Regions from separate parts of the Mus musculus genome. Here regions 1, 2, 3, 5, 6 and 7 are each linked to region 4. Evidence: chromatin contacts called from public HiChIP or PLAC-seq and promoter capture Hi-C data. All regions are on one chromosome and are shown on one strand. The core of a region is the stretch at or near the end of the contact, and the rest is flanking DNA. Distances in the headings are between cores, read along the strand shown.

Region 1 (3,319 bases), core at 43-2,542, 430 kb after region 4:
CAATGGCTCTTTTGTGCTTTTGTATTGTGAATATTCGATGGGACCAATACATGCACAGCTTATGATTGTATACAAATCCTTAGCAGCAGCACATGAAGACAAACTGGAGTTTGTGTATATAAGCAATGTGTGTGTGTTCATGCACAGTAATCATTAAATTACATGTATATTTGTGGAATGCTAATTTAAGTGATTAAATTATAAACTTTGTGTATTTATCAGGTGGGTGAAAAGATTAAACTTTTTCAAATGACAGTGCTGCTGGACGAGTACCTTGCGGTGCCCTGCGCTTTTCTTACAAAGCTACTGAAGTTACATGTTTCTGCTTAATATATTTGCTACTGGTGATGAAGACAACATATCACTTGTAGAGACCTATTTTTGTATAATGGTCAAAGTTTTGAACTTTATGGGTATTTTGTCAAGTACTGAAATAAAAAGACCTCACCATTTTCACCTTACTGTAGTTGAACCTTCTTGATTTTTCACTAAGCCACAACTCGTGGTCCCTATCATCTTGTTACTTGTCTCAGCTCAGGATCCAAAGTGTGGTTTTGCTCTGCCTTCATTAAAGAACATTCTTAATGTGCCTGTTTTCAACACTAAGGTGGCACTGGTGTTTATGATTAGTCCATGTTTTATTACATTTCGTGTTCTTATGTCCAAAGAGACTTACAAATCTAGACGCAGAAATCAGCTCTCAATATTAAATTGTATCCATAAGAGTGTAGCAAAAATCAGGAAGCGTCCTGCTAAGCCAGCCAAATTCTAATTGGAAAAGTCTCAGAGAGAATACTGTTCTCCAGAGGGCTCCCTACTAGCACTGCACTGACTAAAATAGCTGTGGTATTGGTTTACATCTGGAAAAGAGTGTTTCACTATTAATGGTCTCTGCACTACATGAAGACAATCACAAAGCTGTGCATTGCTGGGAATTTCTAATTTTATTTCCCAAATTTCAACTAGGCTTTCTAAAAATATCAAAACTATTCTAAAGCAACTAGTTGAGCAGGAAAGTTGTGCATTAAACTCTTTAAAAAACTAATACAGTTGCCAAGTCAAGACAGTTCAGTCGGGAAAAGGCAGATGGACAGGTGCTTGCCAGCCAATCTACCCTACTGCTAGTCTACCCTACTAACACCCTATGGCCCTCAGCCTCTGCTGTGTTGTTCACAATAACTTAATAGCTCGTCTGTGGTCAGTATCTCAATCTGGAATTCTAGTGCTTGAGCCCTTTTAAATCTCAGCACTGAAAATATGTCAAAGTCTAAAACTAGACAGTAAACAGGACAGCCTTACTCAAGTCACAACTCTGCCAGGAATCTACCAATCTGATCAAAGTCTAGAACCCCTCTAGGAATAATAAAGACAAAACATCTACATTGGCAAAGAAAATCTGTTACTTAGAAACAATCATCAAACTTTAATCAAGGTTTTAACCTAACACGTCTATGACTTAAAAGTCTTAACAACCACACAGTAAAAGGAGGGACTTGATCAAAGTCTAGAACCCCTCTAGGAATAATAAACACAAAACATCTACACTGGCAAAGAAAATCTGTTACTTAGAAACAAACAGTCTTCAAACTTTAATCAAGGTTTTAACCTAACACGTCAAATGTAACATCTATGACCTAAAAGTCTAACAACCACTCAGTAAGAGACAAGCACACTTTTGAGAGGTGAGCAACTTTTGTAACTTGTTATGAAAATACCTGATTTCTCATGGGGCATTGATAACAAGAGTGACTTACCTAAATAACCAAAGATAATACTAAAAGGAACCTATTTCAGGCAAATAGGATGTAAGCTTCCATATGCCCAGATTTCATGAACTGTACTTACTGAAGCACAAGTTCAAATTCATGAATACAAACCAGTAAAACTTTCTCAGAGAATTTTAATGTGGAGCCTTTAACAGCAGAGATTTAGGCCTTCACTGGGAGTCTTCAAAAGCCTCTTAAAACTGTAACGGAGTTTCAGTTCCTCTTGCTACAAGGAAACACCATGACCAAAAAGCAAATCCCGAGGGTGAAGGTGGGTTATTTGGCTTACACTTCCATATCACTGTTTATCATCAAGTGAGGACAGGAACTCAAGCAGGTCAGGAACCTGGAGGCAGGAGCTGATGCAGAGGCCATAAATGAGTGCTGCTTACTGTTTTGCTCCTCATGTCACGGTCAGCCTTTCATAGGATCACTAGCGTAGGGATGGAACCACCACAGTGGGCTGGAGCCTCTCCCATTGATCACTTATTAAGAAAATGCCTTACAGCTGGATCTCATGGAGGCATTTCCTCAACTGAGGCTTCCTTTTCTCTCTGATGACCCTAGCTTGTGTCAAGTGCCTAAGACCAGCCAGTACACATACTTTTAGAGAAAAGAGGTTTTATTTTGGGGAGTGTGTTAGTCTTGCTCCGTAGCCTAGGTTGGCCTCAAATTCTCAATCCTGCCGCAGGTCCTGAATAACAGCATTACAGGTGTGCAGCACCACTCCAGCAACAGAGCTATTCTTACTCCTAACACAGATTAAGGGCATGTCACAGAGTTGGGTCCGTGGTTACAATCTGTTAGGTTGTCTCCTGAGCACAGAATACGGGCAATGATACCATCTCCCATTCCCCAGTCTCAAGGCCAGAACTCACTAATCTCAAAATCAGACACTTTTAAAAGCCTGGTAAATTTAAACTTCCCAACAACAACAAAAAACCTTAAGCCAAATTAAAATAAAAAAGTCTTACAAGGATTTGATTTTGGATTTTTCACAAAACTGTGACCATTTGGGACCAGTAACATACATAAGCACTCTTTAGATTTTATTACTTTTAGGAATTAAGGTTATCAAGGCAAGGTTCAAGATCGCTGCCATCTTCCAGGAGCGGTGCTCCAGTTAACATTTCAAAGGACACACCACACCATCTAAGTAGCGTTTACTTCCACCTCAAGCTTCGCAGTAAACTTAACCTTTATCCTTTCATATCTTTACGCACAGAAGTGGCCCAACTACACGACCCCATTACCTTTGTAGCATTTGACAAGGCTTTGAAACTTCAAACACCAGTTCCAAATCTCCCTGTGGCAATGTGTGGAGTTAATTACCTGGATGCTGCATTCTATATCTTCTTAATTCCAAGACACACCCCCCCAAATGATTTCTAACATAAACTTGGCTTCCCTGAAATCCTATCAAAACTACTATAAACTGTTTCAAATGCCATTCGGTCTGACAAAAATCACCGAGTTAATAAAACATTAAAATCATAAACTGGCTCTCAGAACCACACTCTTCAACCCAGTACAGCACGAGAGCTTCTCAGAGG
Region 2 (3,323 bases), core at 675-3,174, 300 kb before region 4:
AAGTTCCCTCTGTAACCTCCCGAGGGGTGTGGGTATGGGCCCCATCTTCCCAATTAAGGAGTAAAACGTTCGCCCAGGCTTCCTGCTTGGCGACCCCTCTGGCGCGTTATGCACGGAGTAGTGCACACAGCCCACCGGGGTTGAAGCCCCGCAAGCGTGCACTCTTGCTTCAAGTCCCAAGTTTACTTTTCTTATTTAAAGCTTTGCAGTTCAAATGCACACCCTGGGCAGGAGCAGCCCGGGGCTCGGCGGCGCACTCGTCCTGTGCACGTGGGCGTATCTGCGCGGGCGCATCTGCGTTTGCGCACACGCGCGGGTCGGGGTCCCGCGGGCGGCCTCCCCTTACTGCGCTGGTGGCGACCCTTGCGGCGTTTGGCAAGGCTTCGGGAGAGGCTCATGAAGGATTTCATTGAGTGCTAAGACAGAGATCAGAGACAGAAAGCAGAAGGAGGCGGCTGCAGCCTTTGTAGTCGCGGAGGAATGCGGAAATGTTGAAGCGCTATGTCAAACTTTTTTGAAATGGGGTCAAGTCACATTCAGCCAGCGTGGGAAAGCAACAACAACTACGAAAAAGTGGAGGAGGGGAGGGGGCTAGGCACCGCCGCTCCGGTCCGGGGGGTGTAGGCCCGCGGGGGTGGGACGGCTGCCCCCTCCTGGAGCCTAGGCTGGACACCGGCAGAGGGGGAGGGCGGGCGCCAAGGCCGTTGCTCCCGCTACCTGTGTGGCCCTCGACCTGGCTCGGACCCCCGGGTGAGGGCTGGAGGGTCCTTTCCGCAGCTTTTTAGGAAAGCTCTCAAAGGAACGGGGAGTGGCCCTGCCTTGGCCGGGCGGTGCTATGCTGGCATCCAGTGGGGGTCGCTCCATGTGTTCTTTAATACCAGGCAGAAGAGCGTGGTGGTGGGGGGGATGGGTACGGGGCAGGTAAACGCATGCAGACCGTTCCGGACACGCGGCTGTGGTGGAACAAGGTCCAGCCCAGACTAAGGCCGCTGTGGGACGGGAAGGCTCACTCGGTCATCCCTAAACAACAGAACGGGGAGGGGGCGCCCGACCGCGCGCGTGGGACCTAGCCTCTGGCCTTTGGAGAACAGAGCGACTGTCTCAGCTACCGACATTCAGCCGCCCAGGATACCGGGCGGGGATTCGGAAGTCTCGACACAAGGGCAGCCCCTTCTCACACCGGGGAGACCTACGTTTACTGCCCCCTACCCCCACCGTCGTAAGGGCGGTTGCTTTTGCACGGCTTGAAAACTTAAGGACCAGTCCCGATTAGCTAGCAAAGTCCCGAAGTTACTTTTTCAGGACAGGACGAGTGAAAGTGTGACGTACCTTCCTTTCCCACATCCTTCGGATCTTTGTGTTTGTGTATGTGTGAGGTGGGGAGCACGACACTACTCCCCTTCCAGGACCCCTCGCTCTCCCACCTCTAGTAGCCCCAGCCCTCCCCTACCAGATGGTCTGTCCTCGCTGAGTTTCCACCAGGGAGGTCCTCCGAATCGGAGGCAGAATTTCGTCTCCCACTAAGCTTGCCATACCCCAAAGACCATTTGTGAGAGCGAGTCCCTTTCAAATGTCTCCCTGTAGAAAAACTGAAAGTAGAAAAGAAAGGAAGCAATTTCCGAGCAGATGTCTGACCACCCCTACTCGCATACTCGCAGCATCGGGTTACAGGGTTCTAGGAGCCCCAACCCCGTTCTGCGGCCCCACGTGGGTGAACCCCCGGTGCTTTTACGCCAGCTTCCGAACTCCCCCAGGTCGCCCCATACCCTGCACGACCAGGCCCCTGGAGTCAGGGAGGGCAGCGGAGAACAATAATATAGGTATAAATATTGAGCCGTGACATTGACGCGCCCGGCGCCTCCCCTCCCCCGCGCTCCGGGCACACTCTGGGCTGCTCGGCACGCCCCCTCTCGTCCCGCTGCGTCCCGCGCTGCGCTCATCCCCGAGGGGCCCCAGCAACCTCTCCTTCGTGAAGACTGCACGAGCCCTGCTGTGGAAGAAAAGTAACTTGGTTTTTCTCCGAGAAACCCGGCCCGATTAGGCAACCAGTGCGAGTAGAGGGAGGAGGAGAGGAGCTGGTGGAACCCTGTGGAAGTCTCCCGGGCAGTCTGATCACACTTTCTCCTTGTCCTCCGGTCTCCTCCTCCTAGGTGCAGAGATTGTGGGCAGACTATGTAATCGCTGCGGAGGGGGAAGAGGAGGGATCGGCGCTCTCCTGCGGCGGCGGCGCGGCGACTCGGCTAGGCGGAGTTTCGCAGCGGCTGCGCCCGGCTTGCACCCGCGGGCGAGAAGGTCGGTCCGTCTAGCCCGGCGGCCGCGAGTCCGACTCCCCGAGGCGTGTAAGGCAGCGAGTGAGCACCCCGGTTCCACTGTGCCGCACCCGCAGCCTGAAGCCAGCATGGAGAAGGACAGCCTGAGTCGCGCCGATCAGCAGTATGAGTGCGTGGCGGAGATCGGCGAAGGCGCCTATGGGAAGGTGTTCAAGGCCCGCGACCTGAAGAACGGCGGCCGCTTCGTGGCTCTGAAGCGCGTGCGAGTGCAGACCAGTGAGGAGGGCATGCCGCTCTCCACCATCCGCGAGGTGGCGGTGCTGAGGCACCTGGAGACCTTCGAGCACCCCAACGTGGTCAGGTGAGCCGGGAGCCCTGGCTATGGGGTCCGGGAAGGTGCTGGGCAAGGGGCGGCTGGTGGCCCAACTAAAGTTAAGAGTTGAGTTTCCCCAGATAAAACCGGTGACTCTGTTAGACAGGGCAGAAAAAGAGACCTGCGGTGGCTTCCGGGCAGCCAAGCTATTCTGAAGAGCTTTCGCTCTGCGTGCCCCAAGGGTTCCGGGGGGGCGTTGGGTGTCTTTTAGGGACAAAACCAGACAATCCCTCCAGCCCTTACTTAACTTTCCCCGTCGGTGGGGGGATTTTTGAGAGACAGAGTGAGATAGTTATCCAGCTTGCAGATAATTAGAAGGAAACTTTAAGGGTGGAGCATAATGTAAATAAAGTTTAAGAAATGTGTAAGAATGTGTTTGCCAATCAAACCCACAGTGGTGACTTTTTTTTTATAGTTGTAGAATGGTTTCTGATGGTCTTAGAAGTTCAGAAGTTTAGACTCTGACACCTAGTGTTAAACATTGTTTGAAAAATGTCTTTCAAGGCTGGGTACTGGGAACACTGAACCAGGAAGATCCAGAGTTCAAGACCCTCCTGAGCTACAAAAGACCCTGTCTGAGAAAAGAAAGGGAGGGAGAGTGGGTGGTAGGGTGGAGGGCGATTGCTTCTCAAAGGGTTTTCTGATTGTATCATTTAGTATCTGTGGACTGGTATGATCTG
Region 3 (3,407 bases), core at 129-2,628, 320 kb after region 4:
TCACATATGTGGATTAATTTCAGAAGCATTTTTTGATGTTTTGATATTTGATACTAAAATGCAAAGAAATTTGCAAAATAAATGCCTCTGTGTCAATACACAGAAATATACAATATAATGTAATGTTTACATGTTCACTGGGAAATGATAGTAAACACCTTCCAGATTTTTGGTAACAGTTCCTAGTGGGCAAGGAATAATTAAACATTATGAATTAAATCTTGTCTCTAATGTTTTCTTTCTAAATCTAAGGAGCTGTAGATGGAATAGGAGAAAAAAAAATGACAGCATTGAGAATTATTAATTTGAGTTTTGAGGGCATTGGTGTTTATTCAGATTATTTTTATTTTGTAGCATGTAAAATATTAGTTAAAAGATTAAATTTTTGCTAGTTATACCAACTATCCCAACTTACAATTACACTGAGTTAGTAAATGAAAACATGACAAGGCCTTTCTTGAGAAAGACATGTAGGTCGGGCATCTGGATGAAGACTATAAAGCAGGCCAGTTCCTTCCTATGACTTTTAAAACTATGACATGTCTTCTCCTTTGAAGTCCAGTCCATGGAAAGAAGCAGAAGCTAAGCTGTTACTTTCATTTTCCCTCACGTTTGTACCTCTTCCCTTTAAGGATGATCTAAGGCTGCAGATGGAGGCCCAGCGCATATGCCTTTTTGTGGTTTACTCAACTCATGCGGATCAGGTTCGTGCACACATGGAAAAGGAGAGGGAGGAAGCTCTTTGCAGCCTTAAAGATGAGCTCATTTCCGCTCAACAGAAAAAGATCGACGAACTTCATAAAATGCACCAGTGCCAGCTCCAGAATTTTAAAATACAGGAGACAGGTAACCCATCGGCTTCTGACTAATTTCTATGAAACAAATAAGCACCCTTAAAGGCACCTTTTTGTAGTTCTGTCCCTGTAGTTCTGGCATGGGCTGAGGAGGCTTTGCGTCTGTTGCCCGGGTTTGTTAATTCATGTCATTGAGGTGCCAGGATAGCCAAACCCCTTCCTGCCTCATTTTCTCACGGAAGTATAATCCATTCAGAAAGCTTTTGGAAAATGAACTGAGAACTTCTGCACCGTGCTGAACCGTGCACTGAAGCACCAGTAGAGAGACATTGCCTGTCTGTCTGGGGCAGATGTACACCATTGGCTCTACTGTTACTTGAAGTATTCCAGACTAACGAATAATCCAGCTGATCCAGGGTGAATACTGAGAGTGGAAGGAAGAGGAGAGGAGAAGAAGTTCTGTGAAGATGGAGCAGGATCAGTTGGGTTGGGCACTGAGGGATGTTTCTGAAGTGTTAAGCATAGACCTGAAAGAGACCCACTTTGGAGAAGTGAAAGTTCAAGTTGTATAGAAAGTAGTGGGGCATGAGCTGAAGATTGTGGCGCGTGCCTGGTTAGAAGCTTCATAAATCTCAACGGAGTACACTCATGCTTCCTGCTCTGGGAAGACAGAGCTACTCGATCTACTGCAGGGTTTGTAAGGAGAGCAAGCAACAGTGACACTCTTATTTAAGAGGACACTAGTGCGCTTAGTTGAGAAAAGTGAAATAATAATGGGCAGAGCAGCTAAGCAATCTTAGCTATAACCAATAAATGTCTGGAAACACAGTGACAGTGAAGCTCAACAGTTAGAGCTAAATGCTATCACGGGGCAATTTATAGCAGCAGGTGGTAGAAGTTGAGAATAATCTTGAAGTTTCTGCCTATGTAGTTTCAGTCACAAAGAGGAGCAGACCATAGACAAATAATATAGTCAGTTTAGGACATTCTGAGTTAAGTGTATGTGTTAACTTGTAAAAGAAATAGTCACTAGTCAGCTGAAGGGAGTAGTCTAAAACCCAGGAGAGACTTTTAGGCTAAAAATACGATCTACATGGAGCTGAAAGACCAGAGTCTCTAAGGCCAGAAGTAGAGTGAGACACCCTGGAGATGGAGCAGAAAACCTTGGTGGCGCGGTGGGAAGGACATTGAAGAGACCACAGAGGAAGGCAGAACCTGTTATGGGGCAGCTGTTGTTGAGGAAACCCAGTGTTTCCTAAATGTCCAGTGGAATTGCTCTGTTGAACAAAGTTAAGATTTCAAGAGTCACTTAAAGAAGGAGAGTTTTTCATTTACAGAGTTCTTTGCTTTTTTTTTCTAAATTCATTAAGATTTTGCATGCATTGCTTGTATTGATACCTCTTCTGATAGCCTGTCTAGTGTTTTCTATTGACAGTCGATTGTTCTATTACTAGGTGACAAGACAGTCTAGTGAGTAGTGATCAATGTCTCTGAGAAGAGAAGAGAACAGAAAGTATATATCTAATAAATAACTAATGGATTTAATGTTGCAATACTAGGACTGAAATCCAGGGCTAGCACATACTAATCAAAGTGTCCTATCTCTGAACTCTGACTCTGCAAAATTGGAACCACTGGCTTGTGAGAGTTTTGAGGTTTGCAAAGGTGTATTTAATGGATAAGTAAGTATATAGGTTCTTGGGTTAGAATGTAGAATCCTGAATGTATAAACCCTTCTATAGAGTCGAAATAGCAAATCTTAGAAATCTATCTGAGACAGCTGCATTGCAAAATGAAAAACACATTTGGAAGAAATTGAAATATGTGATATTCTAGGGAAGCTCCGGTGAAGGCATTAGAATGTGACAGTGTTACTTACATATATGCAGCAAATGGCTCACGTGTGGTGTGTTTCCTGCTAGGTGATGAGCCTTTACAGGTGCTCATTGAACGACTTCAACAGGCAGTGTCTGAGAAATGCTTTCACATTTCAAAGGTAAGATGTTCCTTTAAAAGTGGTTTTAGTTGGGAGGTACCAAAATCCATATTGCTACTGATTTAATGAACAGAACCATCCACTCACGTTTGCCCAAATCTCTTGCGTCCAGAACTGTACTTACAAAGTATTCCTGAGTTCTAAGCTTAAAATGAGCATTTGCCTTTTTTGTGATAGTCAGATTGGAACAATAGGAAATTAGAGATAAGGGTGTGACTCTGATCCATTGCTTGTCTGTTATATTTGAGGTCTTGGATTCAGTCTCTGGCACCACAGAAAAAGAACAAAGAAGTTGAGATAAGTTGTATCTCGAATAGTGCACACTGTATAGTCACTGTTCGTGTCAGAGAGGTACTGTTTAACCTTCCAGGAAAACAGTTTGTTCATTAAGGTCACTAATGTGGTAAAAGTTTACCTTGTGGCTGTGCTGAAATCTCAGTGTGCCCAAATACTGACAGTGTCCTTAACTTAAAATCATGCAGGAAGCAACAGCCATTTAAAACATTGGCTTTTAAAAGTCTTCTAAATCATTGGTTATTTCCAATTGAGAGAGGGGCAAAGGTAAAGTTAACTTGGACAGCTTATCAAACCTTGGAACATGAAATGGTGTCTTACAT
Region 4 (3,236 bases), core at 409-2,908:
TCTCTGTGTAGCCATGGCTGTTCTAAAACTCATTTTGTAGATCAGGCTGGCTTCAAACTCAAGAGATCTGCCTGTACCTGCCTTCTGAGTACAGGAATTAAAGGTTAACACCATCACTGCCCAGCAACAAATTTTTCTTAATTAACTATGTATCAAGAGTCATAACTTCATTAAATTGTCAATGAACAAATTTAACCAATTTATAAAAAAAAAACCATAATTTCTCTTTGCATACAGATACACTGTGCTAAATTATAGAACATTCCTCTAGATTCATATTTTATATCTTTCAGATGAGAAAAATAAAAGCTGAAGAAAAAAAAACTGAGAAACTGCTTTTCTAATGTCAAAAACTGCCAATTTCTTCCAGGAGAGCTGTCTTTTGGGAAACCTTGCCTTCCCTCCAGAATACGGCCTAAGTGCACCTGAGAGGTACACCAGCCGTGGGAAGGCCCACCACACCCACAGTGTCCCATTAGGAAGCACAATGTCCACAACCATCTTACATTTTTTAACTTAAAAATATGTCTTCTCCCTTTTCCTTTCGTGGAAACTTTCTTTTCAGCAGCTGGAGCCGATTTGTATTTGGTATTTCTGAGCCGGGCCGACCTTCTGTGAATTTCTTGCTTACTCTGTTACACAATTTAGAGAAAAGGAAATTAAAACTGCAGAAGAAAAGCCAATACAATAACCTCACAAAGATCAGAGGATAATACACTTTGTTAAAAGAAATTAAAAACAAAAAACTTAAAAGACCGAGGGCTGAGATGTTAAACTCTGTAGGGCCTCCCAAGAGATGGCGCTGCTTTCAAGCGGGAAGAGGACAGAAGTGGGGGGAGGACAAGGCAGGAACTATTTATTATTCGTTTGCTGAACTGATCTATTTTACGCCCCCCCCCAAGTTTCCTGCATATCTCAGAACAGAATTCTAATGCTGACATTTTTAGCGACCTACTAATTTATTAACGTGACAAGGACTTGATGGGCAAGAGGTCCTCGACCTACAAGCAAATGGCCTCGTCCGGCTGCCCCGGTGCGTCCCGCACCGCCCGGTCTACGGCAGGAAGCCCTTCTCCCGAGGAGGGAGAGGCCGAGGGCTCACCTGCTTGCCGCCGCCGCCCCCGTTGCTCTGCGAAGGACCGGCCGAGGTGGTGGCGAAGGTGGTGGTGCCGAAGCCACCGCCGCCGCCGCCACCGCCCCCGGTCCCGCCCGCCACTCCCGCGCCGCCGCCGCCCCGGCCCGTGCAGTGATGGCAGAGGATCTCGCCCTGTGGACTCTTCTTCCACATGGAGGACGACGTAGTCTTGCACATGCTGCAGGTGGGCTTCAGGCCCAGCGGCATGCTGGCCGGCTCGGGCGGCCCCCGCGGGCGCAGCGACACGGGAATGGCGGCCGTCTGCACGGGCCGCCCAGGGGTCGGCCGGCCACCTCGGCGACTGGAAGAGCAAGGTCGGAGGTGCTGGGCCGCCCGCGCCGGGACCCAGCGGCCACCGCTGACCCCTGGAGGCGGGAAGCGGGCTCCCGCAGCCCGGGACCCAGCCCTGGAGCTGGGCCGCCCGCGGGGCACGCAGGCCCGATACTCGGCGCGGCCTCCCGGGAAAGCCAGCTCCGCCCTAGGGGACGCTATCCGGGGCGGCCGCCGCCGCCGCCGGGGTCCCCAGGGCGACCACGACCCTGCCTCCGCCCACCGGGGCTTCCGGCGATGGGCGGAGCTCCCGGGGCGGGGCGGGGCGGGGCCGAGTGAACCAGTGTGCCTGACCTAGGCTTTGGGGCTCCGGAAACCCCGCCTACTGGCCGGAAGTGGCCCTGCCAGACTTACCATTGCCTGTCACTCTTCTGAGTTTACAACTGGCTGGGGGGGGGGGGGGCTGGGGGGGGGGAATGGATGTAAAATTTCCCGTTAAAAGTGAATTTCAAATGACTAGTGAGAGTGGCCCATGTAATAGTAGTTATATGATACTCATACTTATCCTGTGTTTTCATTTGATAAATGTAGCCTTATTGATCAAGACCCTTTTAAAAGTCTTAATTAATTAATTTGACTTTGGAGGCTAGGGAGGTGACCTGATGGTAAAGTTCTTCTGGCACAAGCTTATGGCCTGAGTTTGACCCCCAGTACTCACGTAAAAAGCTAGGTGTGTTAGGGCTGGAAAGACAGCTAAGACTAGATCCAGTATTAGCACCTACACTGTGAAACTTAATTTAACATTCTTGCTTGGCATACTACTTAACATTAGAATAAAGTGCTCTCGAGCCCCCTCCCCCCCAAAAAAAGAATTGAGGGTCTAAGAAATTCATATAATAAGAACATTCAGACAGAAAACAGCAGAAACACCAGTGTGGACTGGATGAGATTAATTTATTAGTCAATGATTTATTTTACCTGGGTCAATGTAACAGTGCTGTGCACTGAATACTGAACGTGAGGGGTTTATGAGTTAGTTGGGTTAGAAATGAGCAATGTGCAGAAGAATTCCTATCAATTATTTCTCATGAGTTATACTATAATTAAAACGTTACAGTTTTGTATTACACAGTTGGGTTCAGAGCTGGGATATTTGTATCTTATATGGCTTCACATCACTTATTTGCATAAAGAACAAGCAATACATTATACCTTCCTAACGTTTAAAATAAAGTATATTAGCATAAAGGCTCCCAAAGAAGATTCCTGGAGACTGCATTGAACACTGCTTTAACTAGGGGTGATTGCTGGAAGAATTTATCGTTTTCTGTGAACTTTGGTTCGAGGAACTGGACACATTTCAACCTGGATTTAAATCACTGCAAAACTAGTAGTTCTCTGGGAGGACCATTAGCAAAGCAGATACAATACACTTTCACCTGGAAAGGAGATGTGTATTATTTGAGAGAATTAAGCCTGAACATTGGCTATGTTCGTTGAAGTCTAAAGCTCCCAGGGAAACTAGCCCAAGGAATGAAGGAATTCCTAAGTACTGGTTACAGGTAAATAAATATTTCTTTAATTGAACAACTGTATGCTCAGTGGAGTTTTATCTATATGTGGCATGTGTATACATGATCATATGTGCCTGTATATGTGTCTAAGGACACATGCGCGTGTGTGTGCAGATAAGCACATGTGTGGAGGCTAGAGGTTGGACATTAGGGGTCTCCCTCAATCACTTTCTACCTTTTTTTTTTTTAAACAGTTTTTTTCCTGAACTTGCAGCTTACCAATTAACCTAGACTGGTTTAACCAGCAAGCCCCAGAA
Region 5 (2,989 bases), core at 138-2,637, 500 kb before region 4:
ATTGACCTTCCCTGCTACAAACTAAGCATCCCCCCTGGGCCGGGCTTGTTCATAGATTAAGATGACAGTGCAGGCCATCATCTGGAACATCAGACAATACTTTCTTGTGAGTCCTTAGGCCTGCATAATTGAAATAACAGCTGTTGGGACTGCATGGGAAGCACTGGGGAACACTGAACATGCTAACATAGTTAGCCTCAAATCAAAGGTCAGGAGATTTTAGTTTGTCACATAAAACAAAACAAAACAAGCAAACAAAAGAAAAAAAACACCATTCATGTAGCCTAGGATATCACATAGTCATGTGTTGAGCCTTCTTGGCACACAGCTAAGCTGTTTAGATATATTTTTAGTTTGTTCTCGGTGTCCCCATTTCTTTTTAAATCACTTTCTTGTGGAGGGGGGGGGGGAAGAGGGAGCCACATTTAAATTTAATGGAGACAGCGTTGGCCAGAACTTTGAGGAACATGAATGCATTCATCCCACCCCCTTCCTTAGAAGCAGCCTCCGGTGTGAGGTGAGATTTGAGTCATATTAATTTGTCCCAAACCACACCAAAATTTAGCTGTTCACATCTGAAACATCCCACGATTTCTGTTGCAAGGAGGAATTTGTTCAGCCATGTTACAGCTTCCTATTTCTCTCCTCTCCCAAGAAAGGCTGGTGTCCTTATCAGGGAGACAGCCTTCATTTCCCACAGTGTGGAGAGCTAAATAAATACTCTCTCACAGTCGATGCAGAGGTAACTTTTTTTTTGATGGATTAAAAAAAAAAGCTGTTCTGAAAGTCCATCACTATTCCAGCATCCCCATTCAGTGAGGGGCTTTTGTCTCTCTCTCAGTGGGAGCTGCCATTTTAATGGGACCTCCAGCGGGGCCTGATTTGATGATGTGAAGTAGGCCTGGAAGAATCTAGGAACTTTTTTTTAAATTTCGATTTTGGTTAATTTAACCATAGTAGCTTTCAAAAGGACTGAAATGTTAAAGTGAATCCACAGAAAATGTCGCTGAGAAGCGGCTACCAGATAATTTCAGGGACTCCTTTCTGAAGCGCTGTCCTGTGAAAACCAATCTCTTGAAGTTCTAATAGGCATTACGAGCTCCCTGCCCCCAACCCGCAATCTATTTTCAAAGAAGAAAACCGGGAGAAGAATTCATTCTCAGAAATATGCATACGTATACACAGACACAAACACCCGCCCTGAAACCAGATGAAACAGAATCGCTCTTAGCTGACTGGTGAGGCCAAGCCTGGATTTGGATGGCTTTGTGGTAATTCTGGGGTTTCCCTTCTCCCTGAGTCATAGTCACCGCGGTATGTGAAATACTCTCCCCACCGCACCACCTCCTCTCCCGAGATCCGGAGTGCCAAAGCTGCACACCACGCACTTGCCCCACAAAAAGATGCCAACCCCCTGGGCACACTTCCCAAACTTTTGAGATAAGACTGATGCTCTGGGCGGGGTGGCAGGGTTGTGGGGAGAGCAGATGGAGCCTGCAGAGCCAAGCCTGCATGCAGCCAGCTCTCCGAGGGCGGTGCTGGTGTGGGCTCTGCCTCCGTAGTCCCCGCGGCCACACGCTGACTGTGCTTGGCAGCTGCTCGCCCAGATGCCAACCGCTGGAATGTGTTTTATGTTCCCGCACCTCTGCTTGGCCTGCCTGGGGACAAACTTGCTGGGCCTCTCAAGTGAGATGGTGGGTGGCAGCAGCTGGGGAACAAAAGGAGGTGCCCTCAACACGTGAGAGTTGGTCACCCTTCTGGGAACTGTCTCATTTCCCGGATGCCCTCTTTGTAAGGCTAACAGACCAAAGTCTCCACCTAGAATGATTGTTTTAGTATGTGGCTGACTGTGTGGACCTCGGAAGCCCGGGAAATTAATTCAGTGTTTCTTGCAAAGAGTCAATCAAGTGCTATCACGTAGAAATGAAAACACACACATGCGCACGCGCGCGCAAGACGAGAATCATTCTGGATGTGTGCAATTTTATTGTATCTATCCTTGTTGTATTCCGATAGTTGGATGTCTACAGAAATTAATTTGAAATTCAACTTTGTTTTTTTCCTATAACCAGGTTGTCTGCAGTAAGACTGGGCGTGGGAAAGATGTAGGCACTTAGACCTACACACAACAACAGATACAGGAAAAGCCTTTAAGGTTTCATGATTTGAGAATCTTTGAGACAGTTTTAAATCATTCAGATGATAAGATATGATATCATGAAGTTGGTAGCTAATCAATTTTATTACTCTGTTTTATTTGGCCAATGTAGATACTCTCCGGGTTTTGTCTTGTTCTTCTCCTTGTTGAAATGGTTGGTCCAAAGGTTTCCCAGCCCATCAGTGCATCTCTCTTGGTTATGAAACTATCTCCTCAAATTAAAACATTACCTCTTACATGGAGGAAGTAAGTGAAATTCATAAAATGCAATAAAAGAAACACACAAGGCCCAGATAATATAAGAAACTTACAAGGCTCAGGAAAGTCATAATTTTTTTTAAAGGCTATGCCCCACCAGTCCCAAAGTTATATAAGCAGTAAAATCTGCTTTGGAGGGGTCAAGGGGAGTTGGACATACACAGATGGACAGTGGGCTGGACGTCAACAAGGGCAGGGAGATGTATCCAGGGATGCATTGAAAAGCAAGCTTGCAGCTGAAAGAGTCAGACTCAGATATTTGACCAAACCATTGGACAGAAGCAGCTGACCCCTGTTGTTGAATTAGGGAAGGCTGAAAGAAGCTGAGGAGAAGGACAACCCTGTAGGAGGACCAGCAGTCTTAATTAATCTGAACCCCGGAGATCTCTCAAACACTGGACCTCCAAACAGACAGCATACACCAGCTGATATGAGGCCCCCAACAGGCATACAGCAGAGGACTGTCAGGTCTGTGTTCATTCAGAGATGATGCACCTAACCCTCAAGAGACTAGAGGGCTCAGGGAGTTTAGAAGTCAGGTGGGGTGGGGGACATCCATGTGGAGACAGGGGG
Region 6 (3,182 bases), core at 296-2,795, 360 kb after region 4:
TTTGTTTGTTTTTTTTTTTAATTTAAGCTTTATTTAATAATGAAAAAAGTTCAGGTGTCCTATGGGTGTAATAGAATTGCTTTCATACTCAATGAAAATGTCAATAGTGGCACATTTTCATAGTTCATGTGTGGCTGAACTTTTGGTTTTTCCTGTAAAGATGCATGATGAGGTGTTGGTGTCAAGTATGGATACTTCTAGACAGCTCATCTTAAATGAACAGTTGGAAGATATGCGGCAAGAACTTGTGCGACAATATGAAGAACACCAGCAGGCAACAGAAATGTTGAGGCAGGCCCACATGCAACAGATGGAGAGGCAACGGGAAGACCAGGAGCAGCTCCAAGAGGAAATCAAGAGACTCAACGAGCAGCTAGCCCAGGTTGGCATGGAGGAGCCCTTCTCTCCCCAACTAAAATAACAGGAACTTTGTGTAACTTCGTAACCTTTTTTAAAACTTAAAATTTATTTTGCTGGATCTATAAATGGTTACAGATATTACCATTAGAGACACGCCATCTACAGTGTTAGAACCTGAGGGCATACCGGACCCAGATTCATAGTGCTCATCGTCATGACGTCGTGTATGTAGTTTCCCTTCTGGATTGCAGAGTAAAACGGGAATCATTGCTCTGTCACGTAGTAGCCGAGGATGCACAGCAGAGACCTCCTCAGCGTAGACCGCCCTGTGCTGGTGCCTGCACATGTAGTTCTCTCAGCCCGTAGACGTAGGCAGGTTCACCTCAGTGAGCCACCAACTAAGCTCACAGGTTTACTCCCACTATCTTTAACCACCTCGTAAATCACAGTTGGAAATCTGGGGTGGCACGTTTCTTTTCATTGATTTGAAAATTGCAAATTTATATAACACCTTAATCCTTTCTCAACTAAATTTACATTTTCCTTGGTATTTGGGAACTATATTCTTAACCGGTTGCTATATAAAATATACTCACAAAATCATTGCAGAAAAGCTTATATGAAAACTCGAAATTTAATTTTGAAAACTAAAATAGAGAATTCTTGACTTGGGTTCCTTCAGATTCAAAATAATGGCAAATTTGGGGTTGGAGCATAAAATAGGAGTCACTGGAGCATTCAGTCTTGCTTTTCTTCACTGTATTTTGTGAGTTCAGACTTCTGAATTTTCAATGCAAATTTGACATAAAAATATTAATTCAACTCTACAAATCCCTGAATTTTATACATTTAATTAACTTTTTTAACTTTTCAAATTCTGCATTGAATTTTATATATGCCTTTTAATCCCTTGTAATGGAATCTGAGTCACAGTTTGAAAAGCAGCCCATGGTCTCAAGGGATTAAAAGAAATCTGCCAAATGTTTCTGTTTTCTTCTCCTATCGCCAACAATATTCTCTCATGACCTTTTTTCTTATTTAGAAATCCTCCATAGATACTGAACACGTGGTTTCAGAGAGAGAAAGGGTTCTATTAGAGGAGCTGGAAGCACTAAAGCAGCTGCCCCTAGCTGGAAGAAAGGAGCTGTGTTGTGAGCTGCGCCACAGCAGTACGCAAACACAGGTAGTGTGGACTTTGGCTCACCCAGGCGCAGTGGTGACAATGCAGTAGGATTTGTTTGTCTTTCTCGTCGGTGTGTGATACCGTTTTCATAGGCACTGAGCTTAATGTGTTTGTGATTGCTCCCATGGAAGGTAGGTGGAGCAGAAATGCCGTGCATTCTGCTGGTAACGTGGTTCTGGTGTTGCAGTAACAGCAACTGCTCCACCATGCAGCAGCCTAACAGATTTTACTGTCATAGTATACAGCATGCATTCCTTTGAACCCATCCCATGTGTTTCATCTCTGCATCAGACTGTTTTATCTTTCCTTGATAACACAGAGTTAAACATTATTTCAAGCAGAGTCTACATCATGCTCAGAGGTTTCTGTTTCGTCTCATACCACTATAGAAGTGTGCCTTGCCGATTCTAAGATGACGGGTTTTCTCTTTGTCTTGTCCTCTCTGCCTTTGCACCAACTTACGCAGGATGGACATGACGATCAGGAAGTTGAGGAACAGACGTTAAAAGACAAGACATTGGAGAGAAGCCCTGAAGATGCTCTTCTCGATAGAAACCTGTCCAATGAAAGGTATAAAGTACTTGTTTAGCACAGGGTTGAAATGCTCCCTTCAATTCAGTAAAGGTTGTCAGAGCTTTATCTTCTCTATTGTACTTTGTCTTAAAAGTTGTACTGTGTATGAAATCTGACCATACAGATAATAGTATAAGAAGGAATGACAATTTTTATCGTTAATTAGACTAGTTTTAAAAATCTTCTGCATGCACTTCAGTTTTTGTTAGTGTTGATCTTGACTCTCTTTAGTTATTATTGAATATTGGACTTTCTTAATTAACTTTATTCCTCATAATGCTATTTTATATTCTAAAATCATTTTTATTAGTGAGTTTTATGTCTTTATGTTTTGTTTTTTCAGTAACTTTAAGACATTCATTTAGTATTAGGTATTTTGAGAAAACAATATGATAAATATTTCACCTTTAATTTCTTTTTGTTTTTGCTGTGTAACACATAAGAACCTTTAATACACATTCAAGCTTCATAGAAGAGTAAATGAAACACCCACTGGCAACAGTACGATTCCTTACCTTCCTCTCACCAAGATTAACATGAAAGTGTTCAACACTATGAGAGTAGATAACCTAAGTTAATTTAAAGACTGTTTAGAAAGGCACGAAGTCTTAAACTTGATTTTGTTGAAATGAAAATATTTTCTTTGATTTAAAACTAGAACTAGTATCTTCTAACAGTTTCTGTGACTGTCATCCTTGTGTGTCCTCCTAGTCTCCTTCCTCAGCTCTCATGACAGAATTTGGCCCTTAAGATTTTGGCTTCTTCAGTGGATCATGGCTATGAAACACAGTCAGTGTGGAACTCAAACAGGAAAGACAGTGTATGAAGATTAGACCTATCACAGCAGTATAGAATAATCTGTTCATTTATTTATTTATTTACTTGCTTATACAAAATGAACATTATAAAGTAAAATTTTCACTATTTGTTACATTTTATAAATCATGTATTTAGTTTTTAGATTTTTTTGTGGTGAGGTTGATAAAATGAGTCTTCTTTGTCTTTAGCCATCATATGAGTTTAGCCAGTTTTTTTTAAAGTAAAAATTATTTAATATTCTTTTAAT
Region 7 (3,398 bases), core at 433-2,932, 380 kb after region 4:
TATTTACAACTTGGGCCTTAGCATCTTAGTCAGGGTTCAAAGGCTGTTACAGAGAATGTAATTGCCAAGTATTATATATAATACAAAGTACAGCAATTACATTCTCTATACAATGAACATTTTCCTTAACATACATTTTAGAAACTGTAGAAATCGGTTATAACCAAAACATTTATAGGCCAGTGACTTCTTAAATGTCTTATTTATGGGGAAATAACCAATTTTTTCAGAAATAATGATTGTTTGATAGACTTGAATTAATAACACGAACAGAAGCATACTTTCTGTTTTATAGCCTTGAAGCAACTTTTTAGTGAGATGGGAAAACACTAGCTTACCTTCTATAGCATTATAAACTTATCTAAATACCCTTCTCAAAGCTCTGACGTGGAGCTTGGATCCTGTCAGGCAGGCTTTTGTGTGGGCGTGCTCGCTGACTACCTGTCTCTCGGCTCACCTATAGGCAGTGACATTTGTCTCAGCCTCTGCTCTGGCCTGTTCCTCAGGGACACTGCTGAGACCTTTGGCTCAGCATGGACGGTGTTTGAAGAGCTCAGTTCAGAGGCGCTTTGGCTTTCGAATAGAGAGGCTTAAAGAGCAAGGGAAAGTCCTTCAGCCGAGTTTCTCAAGAGTGCCGCCATGGAGATTTACAAGCTGACCGTGCCGGCCAGCAGCCTCGGAGGAGGAGATTCTTTATTACCTCAGATGCATTGGATACTGAGAGCAGGTCTACTGCTCGACTAGTTAGATCTTTATAATCTTGTCCTTTCATTTGACAAGGATTTAATTATTCTAATTGGGACTATTTTTGTTTGTTGCATTTATTTATTTATTTATTTGTTGCTTTTGTATTTTTTGATTAATGTCCTTTTTTGAAATTTGAGGTTTTGTTTTTTTTTTAAGCTGAACTTTTGTATCTTTTGTTGTTCAGTTTATATGAATTTATTTTATTTGTGAGTATTAAAAAGAAAACTTTGTGCCAGTATGGGATCTCTTAATAAATCAACAAGGACTCTGTGATGTAGTTAGTAGTAGATTGGATGGAGCAGACGGAGAACCTTGGCAGCTTTATCTAGAATGGATTCTTACAGGACCTACTTGGCCACTGGCCAGCTCAGTGGCTCTTGGTTGGAAGACCAGGAGGAAGACGTCTATGAAGTTGAATCTCGAGTGCCTCTGCCATATCCTTATCCTCTGTGTGAACATTTGGATGACAGTAACTCAGTAATTATCAACACTTCTGTTTTTCATTTTACTCACAGAAGAAACGGACATATAGTAAAGCTTATTTCTAAAATTTCACTGCCTACCCCTCCTTATTCAGTAAGTATTCAGCAGCCATTGAGAACTGTAGTGAACTGTAATGAGACGGGAATGTCGTTGTCCGTATGGAGGTGACTGGAGCCGGCCCTCGAGCTGATGCTGGCGGAGCGCTCCCACTCGTACACCAGGGCTGGGTGGAGGGGCTGAATTTCTCCTAAAACTCCAGCTTAGCTGCCTTTGACATCAGACAGTGGTGTGAGCGCAATACTCCATTTCTCCAGCACCAGTCAAACTATTTAAAAAGATCCTTCGTGTCTGTGAGATCCTGTATCCCTGTGTAATACTGATCCAAAATAAAAAGTGGAGTGACTGTGTTTGAGAGAGTAGCTGTTGTGTGTTTAGAACTGCCTTGTGAACTGGGAAGCCAGTTAGAACATGTTTGTAATCTGATGCCCTGTTGGCTCGAGCTCTAGACCAGGGGAAGGGAGCCTGTATTCTGAAAAAAATGTTTTTCCAACCGTGGGGACTTACTTTCTCTTTTAATGAGCCTAGTAATTTTATAGAGAAATAACCTTTCAGCCTTTAAGGTGAAATGTATTTTGTAAACACTGCTAAGGTTAAATGTTCAGCATAAAATGCCTGCATGTTTGATATTCCCGGTTCAAGGGAACTTTAAATGAGTTGTGAAATTCTCTGATGTTAGGATTATCATCATTGTTTCTATGACTTGAATAACTTCAACTATAAATCCTAGCTAATGTTTAACATGGCAGATGACGTTCAGAATAGTTTTGCTGCCTCACCAACAGTGTTTGAAGTGATAGACTCGTTGCTGATGCTTTACCCCTCTTCCGTGCTGTTGGCTGAGGAGCAAAAGCTCTTCATTTGATTTGTTTATATAGTGTATGCTGTTGCACATAGAAGGGACCAGTCATGCCCTGAGTGGCTGGGAGAAATTTAAGTATTAATTATTTAAGCAAGCTTAGGTTAAAGAGGATTTTCTATCCCTGTGAAATTTGGATCCCACTGTGCTATCATGTCTAATTTATTTGGTAGTTTTATTGTTTGATTGGTTCAACTTTTTTGTTTTGTTTTGTTTTTTTGCTGTTGTGTTTTTATTGTAAATCTTTAAATGCACTGGCTGACTAGCTAGCTTACATCTTATGAAATGAGAGATAAAAGCAAAGGTTTGGCAATTTTATTATTTTGTTTTAAATCCTTTGTTGAGTTTCTGTAATAAATTTGAAGTATGGAAAGAAATACAGCTATTTTGTTATGGCCCTAAATTAAGTTCCCATTTTTAGTAGGTAACAATTAGATGATTTAATGGAGAGATTTGCATGTGCATATGCAGAAGTGATCAATACTTTCAGAAATAGGGGTTGCGACTAAATTCAAAAAGGTTCTTGTATATAAATGGGTTCACACTTTATGGTCTTGTTTCTTTATCATCTAAGTAAATGTATATTTTACGTTTAAAAAGAATAAGTCCTGTTCCCAATAACAAGTAAAAGTGTTTAGATAAAGCTTTATTTTTTGTGGTGATATAGCTTCCATTTCATATGAATTCTCATTGAAATAATATTTTAAGTGGTATTTTAAATATCGTATAAATTAAGAATAATTGGATGTGTATATTTTGGACATTTATTTAGAGCAGCGGTTCTTAGCCTGTGGGTTGTGCCCCCTTTGGGGGTCAAACTGTCCTGTCACAGGGGTCTCCTAAGACCATCACAGAACACAGATATTTATATTGTGGTTCATAACAGTGGATTGCAGTTACGAAATAGTAACAAAAGTAATGTTATGGTTGGAGTCACTGCCACATGAGGAGATGTACTAAAGGGTCACAGCGTAGGAGCGTTGAGAGCCACTGATTTAGAGTGACTGTAAGCTCTAGTGACAATACAATCTGCATTGTACAGTAAATACTACTCATGTGAAGCACAAAAGTAACATTATGTTTTCATTATTATATCAATATATGAATTATTTATTTTTAATTTTTTATTAGATACTTTTTTTATTTACATTTCAAATATTATTCCCTTTCCTAGTTTCCCCCCCAGAAATCCCCTATCCCCTCCCGCTCCTACTGCTCCCCAACCTACCCACTCCTGCTTCCTGGCCCAGGC

What was found. Promoter capture Hi-C pulls out the DNA fragments that hold promoters and counts their contacts. HiChIP or PLAC-seq counts read pairs in DNA pulled down with a chosen protein or histone mark.
Region 1: a contact with region 4 is called in a promoter capture Hi-C map of liver, with 2.8 times the contacts expected there. The contact joins the enhancer-like site here to the promoter of Gatad1 in region 4. A contact is called at or near these places in 16 of 39 promoter capture datasets (the 3T3-L1 cell line, 3T3-L1-derived adipocytes, the C10 cell line and 8 more), 2 of 15 datasets of contacts at CTCF or cohesin (the NIH/3T3 cell line and pro-B cells), 7 of 484 Hi-C or Micro-C datasets (the G1E-ER4 cell line, cerebral cortex, cortical neurons and 3 more), 9 of 115 datasets of contacts at active chromatin or transcription factors (the NIH/3T3 cell line, the SCID.adh cell line, astrocytes and 5 more) and 3 of 9 other capture datasets (adipose tissue, liver and pancreatic islet).
Region 2: a promoter capture Hi-C map of pre-B cells shows a contact between it and region 4, with 3 times the contacts expected there. The contact joins the promoter of Cdk6 here to the promoter of Gatad1 in region 4. A contact is called at or near these places in 5 of 39 promoter capture datasets (the C10 cell line, the HPC-7 cell line, liver and 2 more), 16 of 484 Hi-C or Micro-C datasets (the Ba/F3 cell line, CD4 T cells, CD8 T cells and 9 more), 12 of 115 datasets of contacts at active chromatin or transcription factors (the 230-238 cell line, CD4 single positive thymocytes, DN3 thymocytes and 8 more) and 1 of 9 other capture datasets (liver).
Region 3: an H3K4me3 HiChIP or PLAC-seq map of the 230-238 cell line shows a contact between it and region 4, with 3 times the contacts expected there. The contact joins the enhancer-like site here to the promoter of Gatad1 in region 4. A contact is called at or near these places in 6 of 39 promoter capture datasets (the 3T3-L1 cell line, the C10 cell line, the HPC-7 cell line and 2 more), 1 of 484 Hi-C or Micro-C datasets (liver), 3 of 115 datasets of contacts at active chromatin or transcription factors (the 230-238 cell line, neural progenitor cells and pancreatic cancer cells) and 2 of 9 other capture datasets (liver and pancreatic islet).
Region 5: a contact with region 4 is called in a FOXA1 HiChIP or PLAC-seq map of pancreatic cancer cells. The contact joins the enhancer-like site here to the promoter of Gatad1 in region 4. A contact is called at or near these places in 4 of 39 promoter capture datasets (the HPC-7 cell line, embryonic stem cells, hematopoietic stem and progenitor cells and 1 more) and 2 of 115 datasets of contacts at active chromatin or transcription factors (epiblast stem cells and pancreatic cancer cells).
Region 6: a promoter capture Hi-C map of liver shows a contact between it and region 4, with 2.4 times the contacts expected there. The contact joins the enhancer-like site here to the promoter of Gatad1 in region 4. A contact is called at or near these places in 11 of 39 promoter capture datasets (3T3-L1-derived adipocytes, the C10 cell line, the HPC-7 cell line and 6 more), 1 of 15 datasets of contacts at CTCF or cohesin (pro-B cells), 4 of 115 datasets of contacts at active chromatin or transcription factors (bone marrow-derived macrophages, embryonic stem cells, extraembryonic endoderm stem cells and 1 more) and 1 of 9 other capture datasets (liver).
Region 7: a contact with region 4 is called in a promoter capture Hi-C map of liver, with 3 times the contacts expected there. The contact joins the enhancer-like site here to the promoter of Gatad1 in region 4. A contact is called at or near these places in 15 of 39 promoter capture datasets (the 3T3-L1 cell line, 3T3-L1-derived adipocytes, the C10 cell line and 9 more), 1 of 15 datasets of contacts at CTCF or cohesin (pro-B cells), 1 of 484 Hi-C or Micro-C datasets (muscle stem cells), 4 of 115 datasets of contacts at active chromatin or transcription factors (astrocytes, bone marrow-derived macrophages, differentiating embryonic stem cells and 1 more) and 2 of 9 other capture datasets (adipose tissue and liver).

Annotation. Positions count from the first base shown.
Region 1 is chr5:4,079,744-4,083,062 of GRCm38.p6, forward strand. It overlaps Akap9 (A kinase (PRKA) anchor protein (yotiao) 9), which reads left to right. Exons shown (of 48, transcript NM_194462.2): 48 at 1-461. It overlaps Cyp51 (cytochrome P450, family 51), which reads right to left. Exons shown (of 10, transcript NM_020010.2): 10 at 931-3,319. Among named protein-coding and RNA genes, the nearest start is that of Gm40260, 4.2 kb to the left of the region's middle. Within about 2 kb of position 1,293, at least 13 of the 459 cell types and tissues checked have an H3K27ac peak or open chromatin away from gene starts, as enhancers often do. A contact at or near this core is called in liver, where this site is marked.
Region 2 is chr5:3,341,969-3,345,291 of GRCm38.p6, forward strand. Cdk6 (cyclin-dependent kinase 6) reads left to right here and starts at 1,925. Exons shown (of 8, transcript NM_009873.3): 1 at 1,925-2,003; 2 at 2,151-2,631. The coding sequence starts at 2,399. Gm36470 (predicted gene, 36470) reads right to left here and starts at 1,591. Exons shown (of 4, transcript NR_168898.1): 1 at 1,330-1,591.
Region 3 is chr5:3,967,948-3,971,354 of GRCm38.p6, forward strand. Akap9 (A kinase (PRKA) anchor protein (yotiao) 9) reads left to right here. Exons shown (of 48, transcript NM_194462.2): 8 at 633-846; 9 at 2,717-2,790. Among named protein-coding and RNA genes, the nearest start is that of Gm51438, 41 kb to the left of the region's middle. Within about 2 kb of position 1,379, at least 30 of the 459 cell types and tissues checked have an H3K27ac peak or open chromatin away from gene starts, as enhancers often do. A contact at or near this core is called in the 230-238 cell line, where this site is marked.
Region 4 is chr5:3,646,278-3,649,513 of GRCm38.p6, forward strand. It overlaps Gatad1 (GATA zinc finger domain containing 1), which reads right to left and starts at 1,659. Exons shown (of 5, transcript NM_026033.2): 1 at 1,103-1,659; 2 at 507-632. The coding sequence starts at 1,342.
Region 5 is chr5:3,150,909-3,153,897 of GRCm38.p6, forward strand. No RefSeq gene overlaps it. Among named protein-coding and RNA genes, the nearest start is that of Gm36548, 120 kb to the right of the region's middle. Within about 2 kb of position 1,388, at least 196 of the 459 cell types and tissues checked have an H3K27ac peak or open chromatin away from gene starts, as enhancers often do. A contact at or near this core is called in the HPC-7 cell line and pancreatic cancer cells, where this site is marked.
Region 6 is chr5:4,003,401-4,006,582 of GRCm38.p6, forward strand. Akap9 (A kinase (PRKA) anchor protein (yotiao) 9) reads left to right here. Exons shown (of 48, transcript NM_194462.2): 17 at 161-382; 18 at 1,403-1,543; 19 at 2,010-2,113. Among named protein-coding and RNA genes, the nearest start is that of Gm40260, 72 kb to the right of the region's middle. Within about 2 kb of position 1,546, at least 34 of the 459 cell types and tissues checked have an H3K27ac peak or open chromatin away from gene starts, as enhancers often do. A contact at or near this core is called in extraembryonic endoderm stem cells and liver, where this site is marked.
Region 7 is chr5:4,022,844-4,026,241 of GRCm38.p6, forward strand. The region is part of intron 21 of Akap9 (A kinase (PRKA) anchor protein (yotiao) 9); the gene reads left to right. Among named protein-coding and RNA genes, the nearest start is that of Gm40260, 53 kb to the right of the region's middle. Within about 2 kb of position 1,683, at least 112 of the 459 cell types and tissues checked have an H3K27ac peak or open chromatin away from gene starts, as enhancers often do. A contact at or near this core is called in adipose tissue, liver and muscle stem cells, where this site is marked.